Linked DNA regions of Mus musculus: region 1 is linked to region 2. The links are chromatin contacts, called in public Hi-C maps. All regions are on one chromosome and are shown on one strand. The core of a region is the stretch at or near the end of the contact, and the rest is flanking DNA. Distances in the headings are between cores, read along the strand shown. Region 1 holds the start of Haus3 (HAUS augmin-like complex, subunit 3). Region 2 holds the start of Maea (macrophage erythroblast attacher).

Evidence for each region. A called contact is a pair of places that touch in the nucleus more often than the background predicts.
Region 1: a Hi-C map of muscle stem cells shows a contact between it and region 2, with 4 times the contacts expected there. The contact joins the promoter of Haus3 here to the promoter of Maea in region 2. A contact is called at or near these places in 1 of 39 promoter capture datasets (liver), 1 of 484 Hi-C or Micro-C datasets (muscle stem cells) and 1 of 9 other capture datasets (liver).

The regions. Positions count from the first base shown.
Region 1 is chr5:34,165,904-34,173,246 of GRCm38.p6, forward strand. It overlaps Haus3 (HAUS augmin-like complex, subunit 3), which reads right to left and starts at 3,521. Exons shown (of 5, transcript NM_146159.1): 1 at 3,487-3,521; 2 at 1,502-2,540; 3 at 13-452. The coding sequence starts at 2,410. Poln (DNA polymerase N) reads right to left here and starts at 3,623. Exons shown (of 25, transcript NM_181857.4): 1 at 3,487-3,623.
Region 2 is chr5:33,332,819-33,340,175 of GRCm38.p6, forward strand. It overlaps Maea (macrophage erythroblast attacher), which reads left to right and starts at 2,754. Exons shown (of 9, transcript NM_021500.2): 1 at 2,754-2,827. The coding sequence starts at 2,759.

The DNA of each region.
Region 1 (7,343 bases), core at 2,271-4,770, 830 kb after region 2:
TGACATACATACCTATGAGTGGAATGATCTTTGGTGTCGATGGGAGTCCTTGAGGTTAACTGCTCAGATGCTGGTATGTCTGATAACACTGCCAAGTGCTGGCAGAGCACCGTGTTTCTTTGACTGAGTTGTTGAACCAAACTCTCTAGTTGCCGATATGTATCCCAATGTTTTCTCAACTCAATCTCATATGATAACTGGACAAGCTCAAAAGATGCCTTCTGTTTTATCAACTCATTTAACACTAACTCTTGTCTTGCCGTATAATAATCTTGTTTAGCAATCTGCAGTTCAAAATCGCCCTTTACAACTGGCATGTTCAATAGCTGAGCATATTCTTTTACCACAGCAGGCAAAACTTTGTCTTTTATATGAGTGATTTGTTCTTCAAGTTTTAGAATCTCACTGTTTAAGCTAGAAATTTCTGCATCCAAATTTTCTTTATCAATAACCTACACAAAGAAAGCAGTAACATTTTAAAATGTAGGTTTAAACTTTTATTTTCTAACTATTTTCATTGTTTGTTTTAGATGGTCAGATAATATATGCAATGAATAAAAACTAACTTATTGGTATAAGCCAAAACTAACTTTAAAGGAAAATAAGGACTAAGTCAAGAGAAAGGCCAGCATGAACTACTGAATTTCAGTACACTATATATATATATATATATATATATATACACACACACACACACATACATACATACATACAAACAAACAATAATGGCTAACAAACTAGAAGATCTCATCGTTATCATAACTTTAATAAGTATACTACTCATTATAACAAATGAATATTTTAATTTTCTTAAAATTATATAGTATTTTCTTAGTCCATGAGCTGATTATAGCACACAGATTTACCAGACTTGTTATTTCAAAATGTTTCTGTTGTAGTAACTAATTTAATACAAGTATTGGTTCAGAAACCTCTACATTTTTATTCAACTATCTACTGCCTATATTATCAAGAAAGCAAGCTTCTAGAGAGTGCAGATGAACAACTGCAATATATCTACATATTCTCAACAAGTAATGAGAAAGTCACTCCACTGAATCCTGGACTTCATTAATACTATCTTCTTGTCAGAGGAAACAAGGCAGAATATCCATAGTTAAGCAAGTAGTTTCCTTGGTTTATACCAAAAAACAGAAACCCCAGTTTAATCTGTAATTGAAATGACACAATTTTCAGATTCATAATGCAAAGTAAGGTTATTTTTGTCCAAAATTTGCTCAGTAATATTACTGAGGATAAAATTACTAAATTCTAGTAATATGATTAATAATATATTTGTATGAAATACATACTGCAAATATGTACTATAAAATTACATTAATTATATTACATAATTAATAAATTATATTAATATGCTATACTAATATAATTTTCTATAAAATTAAAATTAGATTTCCCCCCTTTTCTAAATTAGCAGCAATATTAAACTCTATATTCCTAACAATTACAATATGAATTCAGTCTTATTTCTTATGCTTACCTCATTGGTTAGTCTATTAAGATTCTCTTCCGCCCATTTTATACTCGACTTCATGCTCAAATTACTTGTTTTCAAGTATATGATCTGTTTCTGGACACAAATACATGCCATCTGCAGTCTAGCCATCTCCAGTCGTCGCTCCCTAAGGATTTCTTCATTATCACAAATAGACGGTGTTTGTATATCTAAAAGTTGAAAATTGTCTTCATTTGAACTTTCAACTACTTCGTGCATGCCCTGAAAGAATTGCTTTTTTGTGTATAAGGTTAATGCTGCTGTGCTCTGCTCTTCTTGGCTTATGTATTTTCCCAAGGGAAACTGAGATAAAAACACCATTGGATTTGTTCTTTCACTTAAATTAGAATTTCTGAAGAATATCATCAAATTATTAACTTCCTCAGTAAGACCCTGAAGTTCATTACTGAGCTTAGTATTCACAGAATTTAGGAATCCTTGCTTCTGTTTCAGCTTCTTAGTGGCCTCCTCTTGTTTAGCATTTAATGCCAGAAACCTGTAGCTAGTTTCAGAAACCATTAACTGGTATTTATTCCGTCGCTGAATTTTTGAGTTATTTAATTTCTGCAGAGTTTGAACCTCATCCTCTAATATCTGTATCTCTTTGTCATCCAGTTTGCATGTCTTCAAATCAAAAGTTTTACAGGTCCTAAGAACTTCATCCAATGCTGTTCCTTCTAGGATAGGCTTGCCTGATCGCTGGAGATCGCTGAAGGCTTCCAATTCTTTTTCAGACAATACATTCTGTTCATTCACATTCCCACAAAACCATTTCAAGAATGACTCATCTTCAACATCCTCAAAGAGCCAGTCAAAATCTTCTCCATTAAGAATATCAGCTTTGGGATAACCAATTTTTTTCAATGTTTCCACAAACTCATTTCCACAACTCATGGTTTAACTACTCCTGTTTTTAAATATTTGATATGAATCTATTTTTTTAAACTAAGTTCAAACAGAAAAAAACATATTTACGCTAAGTCCATAGAAGAAGGAAAAAAAATACAATCTATAATGTGTTTTCCTAGTGGGGGAAAGAACACAAGTATTAGACCATGAACAAGGCAAATGAATTTTAAATATACAGATCATTTTATCAGATGACATCAGGAGACTACTTAAGTTAAAAGCAGATGCACGTGCAATATCTGACAAAGACAAAGCAAAACAGAAGCAATCAGGGTGTTGCTTAGGACACTACAACAGTAATGAAGAATCTAATTAATGAAGATATAACAATAAAAAAAAACTGATTTTTTTTCCCAATGATGAAATTACTTAAAATAAATTACATTTTGTAAAATAGCTGTTTCCCCTGTAGTTTCTAGTTAGGAAAAAGAAATATGCCTACCTTTCTAAGGAAGAATCAACTAAATATTTACTTCAATCAGCGTTCCATCAGTCTCAAAGGACTCAATCTATAGATATAACCAGTCTAACGCAGAGAAAACCAGGACAAATTGACAAGTTTCAAAGTACCCATCAATCATCAAGTAAGAAGTTTTATTTCGAATAGAACACAATGAACCACGACTTGAACCAAACTTAGGTCAGTGACAATGGCAGGTCTTAAAATCACGATGTATTTGACACTCTGGTAGCAAACTCTCTGGGTTGGTTTTGGTTTGTTTCTGAGTATCCAGTTATGACACTTAAGAGCTCTAATAAAACACGCCCACAAAAGTACCAAATTGCTGTTTTTAAAAGCTGGGTAACAGATAAGTGTGTATTTCCGGTTTAACGTTTGCCTCGTATGATTGAGGCCTTGGGTTTTATCCGCAGTATCCGAAAAATAAAGCTACCAACCCCAGCCGGATGACCGGCCACGTACCTCCGCCCCCACCTCTGGCACAAAGCCTCAGCCTCCCCGCACACCCCGCGCCTGGGCCCAGCGACCTCTATCGATGCCTCAAGCAGGCTGTAGGAGGGTAGCGGCGGCCCCGCCAACCCCGAACTTACAAGACCCTTACCTCAGGAAAGCCGCAGTCACTGCTCTCTGCCAGCCTCCAACCGCGCGCGCCGCAGTGCCTCACGGGAGTGCCAGGACGCGCACGCGCAGATTACAACATCCGTAAAGTCAGCGCAGGCGGCGAGGTATCCCGGAGAAAGCGAAGGAGGACCCGCAGACCAACCCCCTTCAACGAGCCGGGGTAAAGTGATTGGCTTTCCTGACGGACGCACCGCCCCTTAGCCCCGCCTCTGGCCCGCCGTCCTTCCCGCTAGGCTCAAGAGGATTGGTTTTCTCACTATAGGCTCTGCCCTCGCTCCGCCCCACCCCGCCCCCGCTCGGGAGTTGGAGTCTGGGTCTCTTCCGGCTGCTTTGTTGCCTTGGCCATTTGGCCCTCTAGTTCAGTTAGGCCTCCTGTCCTAAGAATGGCTTGCGGTCTGTGACACCACTAGGGGACCGGAAGTTTGAGGCCGAACAGACCCCTTCTTCCCCCAACAGCTCTTACCACCACCACTGGTAGGGTGATCCAGCGTTGGTGCTAATAACAAGCAGCTGGGACCCTATCAGGTCTCTTGCAGGGTAGGATTGTTGGCTATAGAATCTTTTACAATGGTTATTTAACAAAAATCACTTAACTCCCAAGGCCTCGATGACTTCCAAGCAAAAGCTGACTCCCTCCAAGATCCCATCTTCAAAATGTCAAGGTGTAAAATACATCAGTTTTAGAATGCATTTAACTCAGAAGTACAGACATTCTGAGGATGCCCGCCGTCATTCAATGAAAGACAGAATGCTGAACTCAGATGCAAGCCTAGTTAATGTCCTATGGTCCCAGAAAACTGATCTTTGGAGTTACAGTTGGCATTGGTAACAACTTGTCTGTATGGGTCATAATCTGTTCATTTTTTTCTATCAGACAGCATTTGCAACTTAACCACTCTCTTGTAAGATGATATATAAATTCACAAGATCTGGGCTTTGATCATTAAAAAAATAGTATTCCCCTCTTCTAATCATAAATAGGGTGATGTATCAGACAAGGGTCTAGTCTAGTTGCTACTAGGTAGAATTCTTTCTGGATCTTTTTCCCTGGGCTTATTTGTTTTGTGAGACAAGGATTTGCTTCTCTACCCAGGCTGGGCTTCAACTCAAGATCCTACTTTAGCATCTCCAAGTGCTGGGGCCACAGGTATGAATCACCATGCCCAGATATTCATGTTTTCAAAGAGAGAAAAACTAATGTTCTAAGCAGATCATTTAAATTTGAGTTGAAGACATTTCCTATTAATTCTTATTTAACTTTTATCCTCCTTTTGAAGGTCAATAAAACCGGAAAGTAAATAAAAACAAACAGTACAGGGGAAAAGTTCTTAGAATGGTGCCTAATGTGGTTAGGACATCAGGGGACTGGCCCAAGAGGACCCCAGATGCCAAACTGGAGGTAGGGGCTCAGCAGGGAGCTGGCGTTGAGTGGGTTTTGGCCAGAGGAAGTGCAGGCAGTACTTTTGGGAAATTTTGCTGAGGCGGCAAAGACTGAGAGAAAAAGAGCCAAATGACACAAGATGAGGGGGTGGGAATGCAAGGCTGAGAGGATTTTTGGTGTTGTTTTGTTTTAAAGTGGGAGGAACTGGAGGATATTTATAGACTGTGCGGAAGAGCTCGGAGGAGATGGAATTAAAGATGCCAGAAAGACAAAGGGCTACTTTGCAGGCTGAGGTTCCCCCCAGGCACAGCCTGGGACCCATGAGACCTTCTAGAAAACCCACTGTTCTTAGTGACTCCTGGCCCCCAGCTCGCTCTCTTGAATTGCTGACCACCGCTCCTTGTTTGAGAAGTGTTTGCGAGGCCATAAGAAGCCATGAAAACATAAAGATTAGAACAGGATCAGCCCCCTGAGTACAAACAGCAAACACAATGGGGTCAATTATACAGAACTGGAAAGTTTTCTTGGGACTGGATTAGAAACTTAAGAAGGCAAGTATGTTAAACTTATTTCCAAGACAAGCTTGCTTTCTTCTACTCAAACTCAGTTGTGGTTTTAGTGGGGTCAAAAGGTAACGGGAACCGAGGAGCTAATCGGTCCTAAGCAAGCCTGTGAGAATGTAATGGGCGAAACAAACCAAAATGCAGGACCTGAGTCTTTTCTGTTGGCCTTACTCTCCTGTCATCAATATTAAAAATTATTTTATGTTTTATACAGTATATTTACAGACAGTTTTAAAACTTTGTATACAACTGTGCTGTTGAAGGTTGTTTTTGGATGCAGTTTAACGGAAGTGAAGAGATCTGTTCTCCAGACAACATGGAGGAGGGAGCAACAGCCTCAGACATGTGTTAGCTTGATTCTACCAAAAAAAAAAAAAAAAAAAAAAAAAGTCACAAAAGGTTTGAGAAAGCTGGCACTGGACAATTCGGAAAAGGCAAGGGAGCCCAGGAGCTGGCAGAACACTGGGGGCCGTCAGCCAGTGAGATGTGGTCTGGCAGCTTCCTCCTATCGGTCTTGTTCTTCCAGAAGAAAGTTGACTTTTCTTAAGACCATGGAGTTGGGGTCAGGGATATTTGCTCTTGATTGTATTTACACTCCTGTGGTGAAGGTAAAAACTCAGTACCAAACTCAGAAGTATTTAGGTCTACAAAACTAGGAAGGGGTCACCATAGTGGTGGGTAGACAGGGGTCTTTGGAGATGGAAGCCGGTATCAGGCGGCCTGCAGAGTTTAGGGGTCTGAGGAGTCCAGGACCTCAGGTTGCCTGAGAGGTTGGTCAGTTGAGGAGGAACTGGGATGAGAGCCCATCCTTCCCTACAGCTTGCTTCCCAGGCCAGTGGCCTAACTCTGGAACAATCCAGAGCTCCTGTCCTCTAACTTTCTGGCTAAAGATTAGGAAAAGAGGACATAAAATGTCCCACTAGCAATTAGTCCAGATTAGTCCAGCCTCTAATTTATACAGCCATCATCCCAGCAAAAGTCGACAAAGGGACAAAAGAGGAATAGGAACAAAGTACTCAGGGACCACCTGCAGAAGAGGCTGGGCTCGAACTAACCATGAGATCCAAAATGAGCTGGTAAGGACAAAGGGTTGAGTAGAAGGTAGGCTGAGTTGAGGTGAAGGCCAGGAGCCAGCAGGCATCTGAGTTTAACTCTGGGGAGGAAGAGGATGAGGAGCTGAAGGGCCATCTTGGAACCACTCTAGCAAGGGTTAGGATTCATGCAGGGATCTCAGGTGGGGGCAAACATGGAGGAACAGAGAGGCTGGTGGTGTGTATGTAACAGAGAGATAGGCTGGTGTGTGTGTGTGTGTGTGTGTGTGTGTGTGTGTGTGTGTGTGTGTGTGTGTGTATAAGAACTAGAGTCGGGTCAGAAAAACTACGAAAGGCATACCATATCTGAGCTTTGAGTTTCCTAACCATGAGATGGACCCTGCAAGACTGAAGTAGGTGCTAATTATGCAAAGTGCTTAGCACAGATCCCTGGCACCCACTGCTTCCAACAAGAAGTAGTAGCAGGTAAGACTAAAAAACATAGTATTTGGAATTTAAGTGTTCACATTGATATCAACACCTAAGTCATATCAAGTCTGAGGTTCTAATTGTGTTCACATCAGAAAACTCCTTTTTCTCTGAGTTAACTTCAGCCTCCTCTAAGGCTGCCCATCCCTTACCCCGTTTCTAACAGGAGGCAGGGAAGGCAGGGATACACATTTTAAGAGTCCAGGCTGGTTGTTGTCTGCCGGGAGGACGAATCCCTCCCCTGGTTTCATGGTTCCACATTAAAACTTTTTAGCAGGTACCACTAGGCCATCTCCAATGGGCTCTTCAGAGGGTTCAGTGAGGTAACACCATCCTCTCTGGAAGTCCTGATCCACACCTTTTGTGGTATTCA
Region 2 (7,357 bases), core at 1,504-4,003:
ATGCGCTTCTGCTTTCAACAAAGCATGGTTGAATGGTAAGGCTTTGCTTTTCCTGTCTTTTTATTCTTTAAATCAACAGAATAAGAATTCATTCCTACAACCCTAGACATACCATCCTGATGAAAGAAAATAAAACTTGAGACCTGTGATTCATGTAATGTATGTCAAATAGCCCAAAGAGTTGTTTGTGTGCTTTGAAACCTGGGGCTGAGAACATAGCAGAACAGGCCAGGACATGCCTGGGCAGGCCTGTCGTTAAGACATTCCTGAGGCTGCTTGGCCATAAAGATAAAGAAAGATAAAGAGAATGACATGCCAGACTGGCCTGGCGCCTCCCTATCTCCCACCCTTCTGACCTAAGTTAAATGTTAACAGGCTGCTGATGTTTAAATGGACCTATCATGTGAAACCACGCCAATTCTTCCCTGCTGATGTTTAAATGAACCAATCATGTGAAACTGCGCCAATTCCTCCCCCAGCCCCACCCCTTTTCTTTAGAAACCACTAGCTTCCAAGCCTCATGGTCAAATCCACTGTCTCCTTCATGAGCTCCGCCATTAAAGGGTCTGTGGGAAGCCATTCCGGACTCCCTGGTCAGCCGGACAGAAATCTGTGCCAGGCAGTCAACAAGCCCATATTTGGTGGATGGCTTGCCCTTAATCCCTGATTGGCTGAGCAAGCCTGCCTGGTGAGGTGATGTGACCTGTGGTGATTGATTGAGGCATGGTTGTGGCTTGAGTGGATAAAAACTCTTGTACCCCGAGAGGCGGGGGATTTGAAGAGAGAAGCTGCCTGAGCAAACTGCTTTAAGAAGAACTGGTGGTTTGTTTTCCTTGCTGGTTGAGTTGGACGCAACAGGGGTCGAAACCACTGTCTCCTGCGTGAGATATGTTTCGACCCAGAGCTCTGCCATTAAACTACCTCGTGTTTTTACATCAAGATGGTCGTCTGTTCGTGATTCTTGGGTGCACGCCAAATCGGGAGTTGAGTGGGGGTTTCCCCACTAGGCTCTTTCACTGACAGCATCAGAGAAGAATATATGTTTCTCTCTTTGGGTTAGTTTTGAATCCAGGAAGCCACAAAGTTGGCCTCTAAGGGGGCCAACATCATATATTACAGCCCTGGACTTAAATGTGACCATGTAAGAGAGTCAGACAGAATGGCTACAGAGGGGAATATGTAATGCCACTGTGCAAATGTGGACTGGAGGACTCACAGTCACTGATTTCTTCATCATCTAACTCTATAAGACTAAAGACTAGGGGGAGGGAGGCATGGAACCTGCATGGGAGATGGTATCATCTGAGAAGGGGCACAGAAGATCTGTGAAACAAGAGAATCTCTGTTGAGTTCGAGGCTAGCCTGGTCTACATAGAGTTCCAAGATAGAGTCTCAAGGAAAAACAAAACAAAGATCCAGTTCTGTAAAATACAAAAGACAACTTAATGTAGAAGTCATTTCCTAAGGAATGAAATGTAATTCCATTTTTAATTTTAAAAGCAGGCGAGGAGGGCTGGAGAGATGGCTCATGGGTTAAGAGCACATGCTGGTCTTGTAGAGAACTCAAGTTTAGTACTCAGCACCCATGTGCTTGTCTCACAACAATCTGTAACTCTAGTTCCTGGGGGATCTAACGCTCTCTTCTGGCTTCTGCAGAAATCATGCAAACGTGAGGTAGGTTCAATTCACCAAAAAAAAAAAAAAAAAAAAAAAAAAAAAAAAAAAAAAGCCATTCAGTTCAGATAAAGGGTTTTAGTGACCCTCAAGTTTATTGTCTGGCTACCAACAAATGGCCAAATTGAGTTCAAAATAGAAGAATTAGAATGTAGGTAAAAGGCATGATAATTAAGCAATCTCAGTCAAGGTGTGGTCTGGTTGATAGTTACTTCAATTCTGTTTTTCAGGTGGTTTAAAGAAGTCCTCATTGCCTTAGGGAACAGACTGATTCTCAGGTCTTGTGACATGTGCTGTAGGGTGAAGCCTACATCACAGATAATTGCTTTCACTCAGGAGCCCTGGAAGATCCACGTTGCTTAGTTTATCAGAAAGATGTTAACTGATCATTACTATTGCTCCAGGAATTCAACTTGACTACAAGTTTAGGTCAGGGACTGGACACCTTCAGACGCCTTTTGGACCCCAAATCAAGGATTCATCGCTTTTTCACAAATGCAGTTCCCAAGTGTTCCTTATGTTATTACTGGCAGGAAAGCACAGCTGCTCGATAGCCCCTCCCTGTCTTATTCTATTGTAAACATTCTTTATCTTTTATTGGGAAGCCCGCTCTTGGACGCCAGAGCTGTTAATCGGCGAAAATGGAGATGAAGGAAAGTAGTTCCCGGATGGCAAAAACCGCACCCCTAAGTGACCATTCAGAGATAACGGCCACCGAGCGCTGAGGCAGGGCCTGTGACCACTACGGGAGGCGACTTCGGAGGTGTGTGTGTGGGGGGGGGGTGCGACCACAACGTGAGTCGTCTCAGCCCCAACCCTCCGAACGTCCATGGCGTCGGGATCCCCGCTCTACTAAATCCGCATCTGCGGCCTACGCCAGCGGACAATTCAATGAGGAAGCCGCTCTCTAGAGCTGCCGGCGATTGGTCGAGCCCGTGAAAGATGATTGGCTCTGGCCTTCTTCCGCTCGGGCGGCCCGGTGACACGATTGGTGCAGACTCATAGCCGCTCCGCCTGCTCCCGTACGTAGCACGTCACTATCCGGCGTGCCCCGTACCCGCCTCCTCCGCTCGGCCGGCCCAAGATGGCGGTGCAGGAGTCGGCGGCCCAGCTGTCCATGACCCTGAAGGTGCAGGAGTACCCGACCCTCAAGGTGCGTTCTAGGCGCGGCTAGGGTCGCCACCGCATCTTGGGAGGGGTCGTGGTGGTGCAGGGGCTGGGTCGCTGCCGGAGTCGCTTCTGGAGGGACTGCACGGCCGGGGGCGGGGTCGGGGGCGGTGGGGCTGCGGCTCTCCAGCGCGATGGGCACGGGCCGGGGCCTCCCGATGGGGCCAAGGGGGACCTCTCGGTGTACTGTGACCTAGGTGGTGCGGGGCGACAGAGTCAGAGGGCTTCCGAGGCCCGGGCGGCGGGGCCTGAGCCCTGCCTCCCACCCAGCCTTCAAAGCCGAGAGGCTGCGGGCCGTGCGAGTGCGGGCAGCGAGGCCACGGCCGGGGCGGCGGGCACTAAAGAACCAGGGGCCCTGGACGCGGAGGTGGGTCGCGGCGGCCCCGGGGCGTCCTTCCGGAAGCTCGGCCTGGGGCGTGGCGGGCATGCCTCTGGTGCTAATTAGGGGGCCAGTGGGGAGCACTGGCGACCCGGTGGCACCCCGCCTCGCTGGGCGTCCCCAGAACTCCAGCGCAGCTCCTGCCCTTGGTTTCCGGGGCGTGACCTTGGGTGGTCGCTGCGCCAGTGCGTTCCTTTAGGACAAACGTTCATCCCCGCCGGAAGACTGGGAGGCTTCAGTTGCTAGAGGGCTTGATGGTACCGGATGGACTGCGGTGAAGTACCTGGGAAGAAAAGCCTTAAGAGGAAGAAAAAAATTCTTTGGTTCCAAGGAAGGCCGGCAGAGCCTTCGTGTTCTACATTCCTTGGCTGAGGTCTGGGCAGCTTTTCTTCTGGAGCTCTTGGCACCTCATCCATCTCTTTGGTGACCCAGTGGTTGTTTGGTGGTGGGTGGGTGGGTCGTTTAGCTAAGGTTGAAGACTACAGGTTCTAGGCGAGACCGCTTTTTCTGTGCTTAGGGAGACCCAGATTGTATGGGAGGCACCTGACTTCTGCTGGTGTTCCCTTGTCTGATGTAAGCCCTAGGGAGCACTTGTTTTCCTCCCCGAGGGTGAAGTGAGCGAGCTTATATTGCACATGGAAGTCTTGGCATTCCCTGGAAGGCATCTCTTGTCATTGTCCCTGTGACATCTGACTGCTCTGGAGTAGTTTGTCTTCACAGGAGGGCAGAAGCAAGGCCCAGCTGGCCTTCTTCTATAGTTGGTGAGCAGCCATATTTGATCAATGTTTTGTATCCTGTGCTTTATTTGACTAAGGAAGGGAGCAAACACCACCAGTCTTTTTTGTCAGATGTTCAAAATGTATGGCTTGGGGGAGTAGGAGGTACTTGTGACAGACCTCGGTCTTGTACGTGCTAGGCCAATGCTCTGCTACTGAGCTACATCCTCAGGCCTTGTTTTCTTTCTTTCTTTTCTTTTCTTTTCTTTTCTTTTCTTTTTTTTTTTTTTTTTTTTTTTTTTTGAGGCAGGCTTCTGTAGGCCATGAATCCGAGTGCTGGGATTACAGGTGACTCTTACCAATCCTGTAGTTTCCTGGCACTCTTGGATTTCTGTTGATTGACAGATGGAAACCCTGACTCTTAACAGTGGTCATACTTGGGGCCTTCTATCACTAGACCTGTAACCACTGACGTCTGGGCCTCGCCAGGACTTCCAGACCTGTTGCAATGAGGTTGCTTTGGGAGAACGTGGCTATTTGTTCTGGCTGGTGAATTTGGGACCCACAGACAGGAAAGGTTTCAGAGCTCCCTCCCTCTCTGGCTTACTGAACGCATTAGGCAGTGAAATGGATGGTCAGGGTTCCTCCAGTCCGTCCTCTGGTGACCAGGAATGCACTCTGCATTCCAAAGCTATTGCACAGCTCTGACGAAAACGATTCTGTGGATCTCTGTGCAGGTACAGAGAGGTGGTGGTGTCATGGAAACAGAATCACACCTTTTCTTTTCTTTTTTTCTCTTTGACGAATGATAGAAAGAAAAGTTTTTGTGAGTAGAAATGCTACTCCCTCCAGGTCCTGCAGACCCTTGCCTTATAACTTCTCTGCTTTGTTGACAGTGTATCTTTGCTTTGTTCACGTTTTCCCCTTACATTGTTGTTGTTTGGCTGGTTTTGACTTGTTTTTTTTTGAGACAGGTCTGTTGTAGCCTTGGCTGGGCTGTAACTCACTGGGATAGCTAAGGATGACCTTGAGTTTCTGATCCTTCTTACTGTCTCCTGAATGCTGGGATTCCAGGCAGTGCAGTGAGAGAGATCAGATCCAGGACATCTGCATGATGGGCAAACATCCTGCCAACTGAGATGCATACTTAGCTGCACTTCTGTACTTTTTCAACAGTAATTGATGGTGGGCACTTTATACTTTGATTCAGAAGTGTTTGATGACAGAATCAATCAGAATACCAGGAGAGAGGTGTTTGTGGTCAGTCCTTAGGAGGGTCCAGATGCATGTATGGCATGTGGGTTGGGATCCCTCCCAGAAGTGAAGACTGGTGGCTGGAGGGCTCCCCAAAAGCAGTTGGGACTGCAGTATACTGGACAGACTTAAATTTTTTAAGATTTATTCTTTGAACATTTCATAACTTATGTATGTTTATTGACAGATTGTTCACCTGCAGAGCAAGGCCTCTTCAGATGTGCAGCCTTGGGATCTGGCGGGTGGCTTAAGCAGTGGACCTAGATGTCTGTTTTGCAGTCTCAGGCACCTGGCAGCCATCTTCTTTTCCTGTGAGGGGCTATGGTGGCATCCCCTGACCCTGGGCATGGCTCTTTTCTGTTCCTGTGTTTCCTCCATAGTGGTGGCCTGGCACAGGCTTCTTTATAAGCCTTGGAACCTTCCAGCTTCATTATCCCAGTGGTATCCCTAGCCTCTACCTACCAGGTGTAGGAGTATCCCCAGAATACCTCCAGACATTGCCAGGTTGCCTTGGATACAAAGTCACCAGCATGAGGACCTCTGGACTGAATGTTGCTTTAGGGAACTTGTTTCTGTGTTTTTCAGAGCTCTGGGAATGTGGTTCATGAGACATCCTCTTGTATTCTGACTGTAGCTTTTTTTCCTGTTGAAGTCTGACTGGTGCCAGATTGAAAGTGACAGGTCTTTGAAGCAAGGGGAGACTAGGATTCGTGGCCCAGAATCATAAACTAAGATCCCCTGTTTGAATTATTTTTTTAAGCTTTTTGTTGTTGTTATAAAGGGAGATTTTTCTTCTTTAGTCTACTGAAGTGATCATCATTCCATTAATATTTCTACTCTTTTTTTTTTAACCCCCCCTTCAGGTAGCTGTAGCATAGTATTGTGTCACCTTTTCTACTTGCCACCTAATCAGGTGGCAACTGTCCAGTGTCAGGACCTGAAGATATTGGGGTAGCCAGCCCTGGACCCCAGCTTCTTTCTGAATCTCACCCTGGTGGTGTACCTTGATCCTCTTTGGAGCCCAGTCAGGTTCCCAGCTTCCACAGTTCTCTTATACACAGACACTCAAGTATGCACACACACACACACACACACACACAGAGCTGCTGCTGCTTTACGGAAACCTGGGTACAGTATTCTCAAGCATAATCTTTCGTGTCCTTGAAGTTTGTTCTTACAGAAATACTTCCTTGCCTTTCCTGCCTTGCATTTGATAACAGACTGATTGACCAAATACTGCTTTGGAAATTCACAGCCTGAATTATCACAGAGAATGTGAGTGCCTAGTGCATACCCTGGATTAAACTTCTAGAGCAGTTTTGTAAACCTGATCTTGGCTGCGTTGGGAGGATCATCAAGTATGAGAGATGCTAATAGCCATAAAAGTTTGACTTGGGACATGCACTTACTGCTAGGTGGTGGCCATAGTGGAATCCTAGAGTAGGCCAGACCTTTTCATATACAAATTTGAGCCAGCTGTTCTCAGTGTTCAGGCTGTTTGATACTAAGGATGCTTGGTCCACTCTTTGCCCTTAAGTACTTAGAAAACTGTAATTTTATTCATTTGCCAAACCCTGCCACTTTTCAACACTCTGTGTTCTAGTCTGGAGCAGCCTCCTTTTACTTCCTTTTAGATCCTGCCATTTGTCAGTGGGCCAGTCTGAGTTCCTTTTGTTCTTAAGGACCTGTGCCCTGATGCATGTATCCTACCCCCTCAATCACCTTGCTTTTGATTTGTCGGACATTTGAGTGATTGTGTGTCCAATTGGCATACCTCTGTCCTTCTGAAAGGCAGATGTCTACTGAGGTTAGAAAGTGCAGTCTTGAATACCTTGATAGCTGCTGGGTTTGTTTTTTACATGTTATTGTCTTAAACAGATTTTGTGGGGTTTTTTTGTTTGGTTGGTTGGTTGGTTGGTTGGTTGGTTGGTTGGTTTTTTGAGACAGGGTTTCTCTGTATAGTCCTGGCTGTCCTGGAACTCACTCTGTAGACCAGGCTGTCCTCAAACTCAGAAATCCGCCTGCCTCAGCCTCCCAAATGCTGGGATCAAGGGCGTGCACCACCACTGCCCAGCCTTAAACAGATTTTGAGTTAGGAAAACAAAGTGCTTTGTAATGCCTAGTTCTGTGTGGTGGGTGGACCATGCCAGAGGCACTGCTAAGTTGA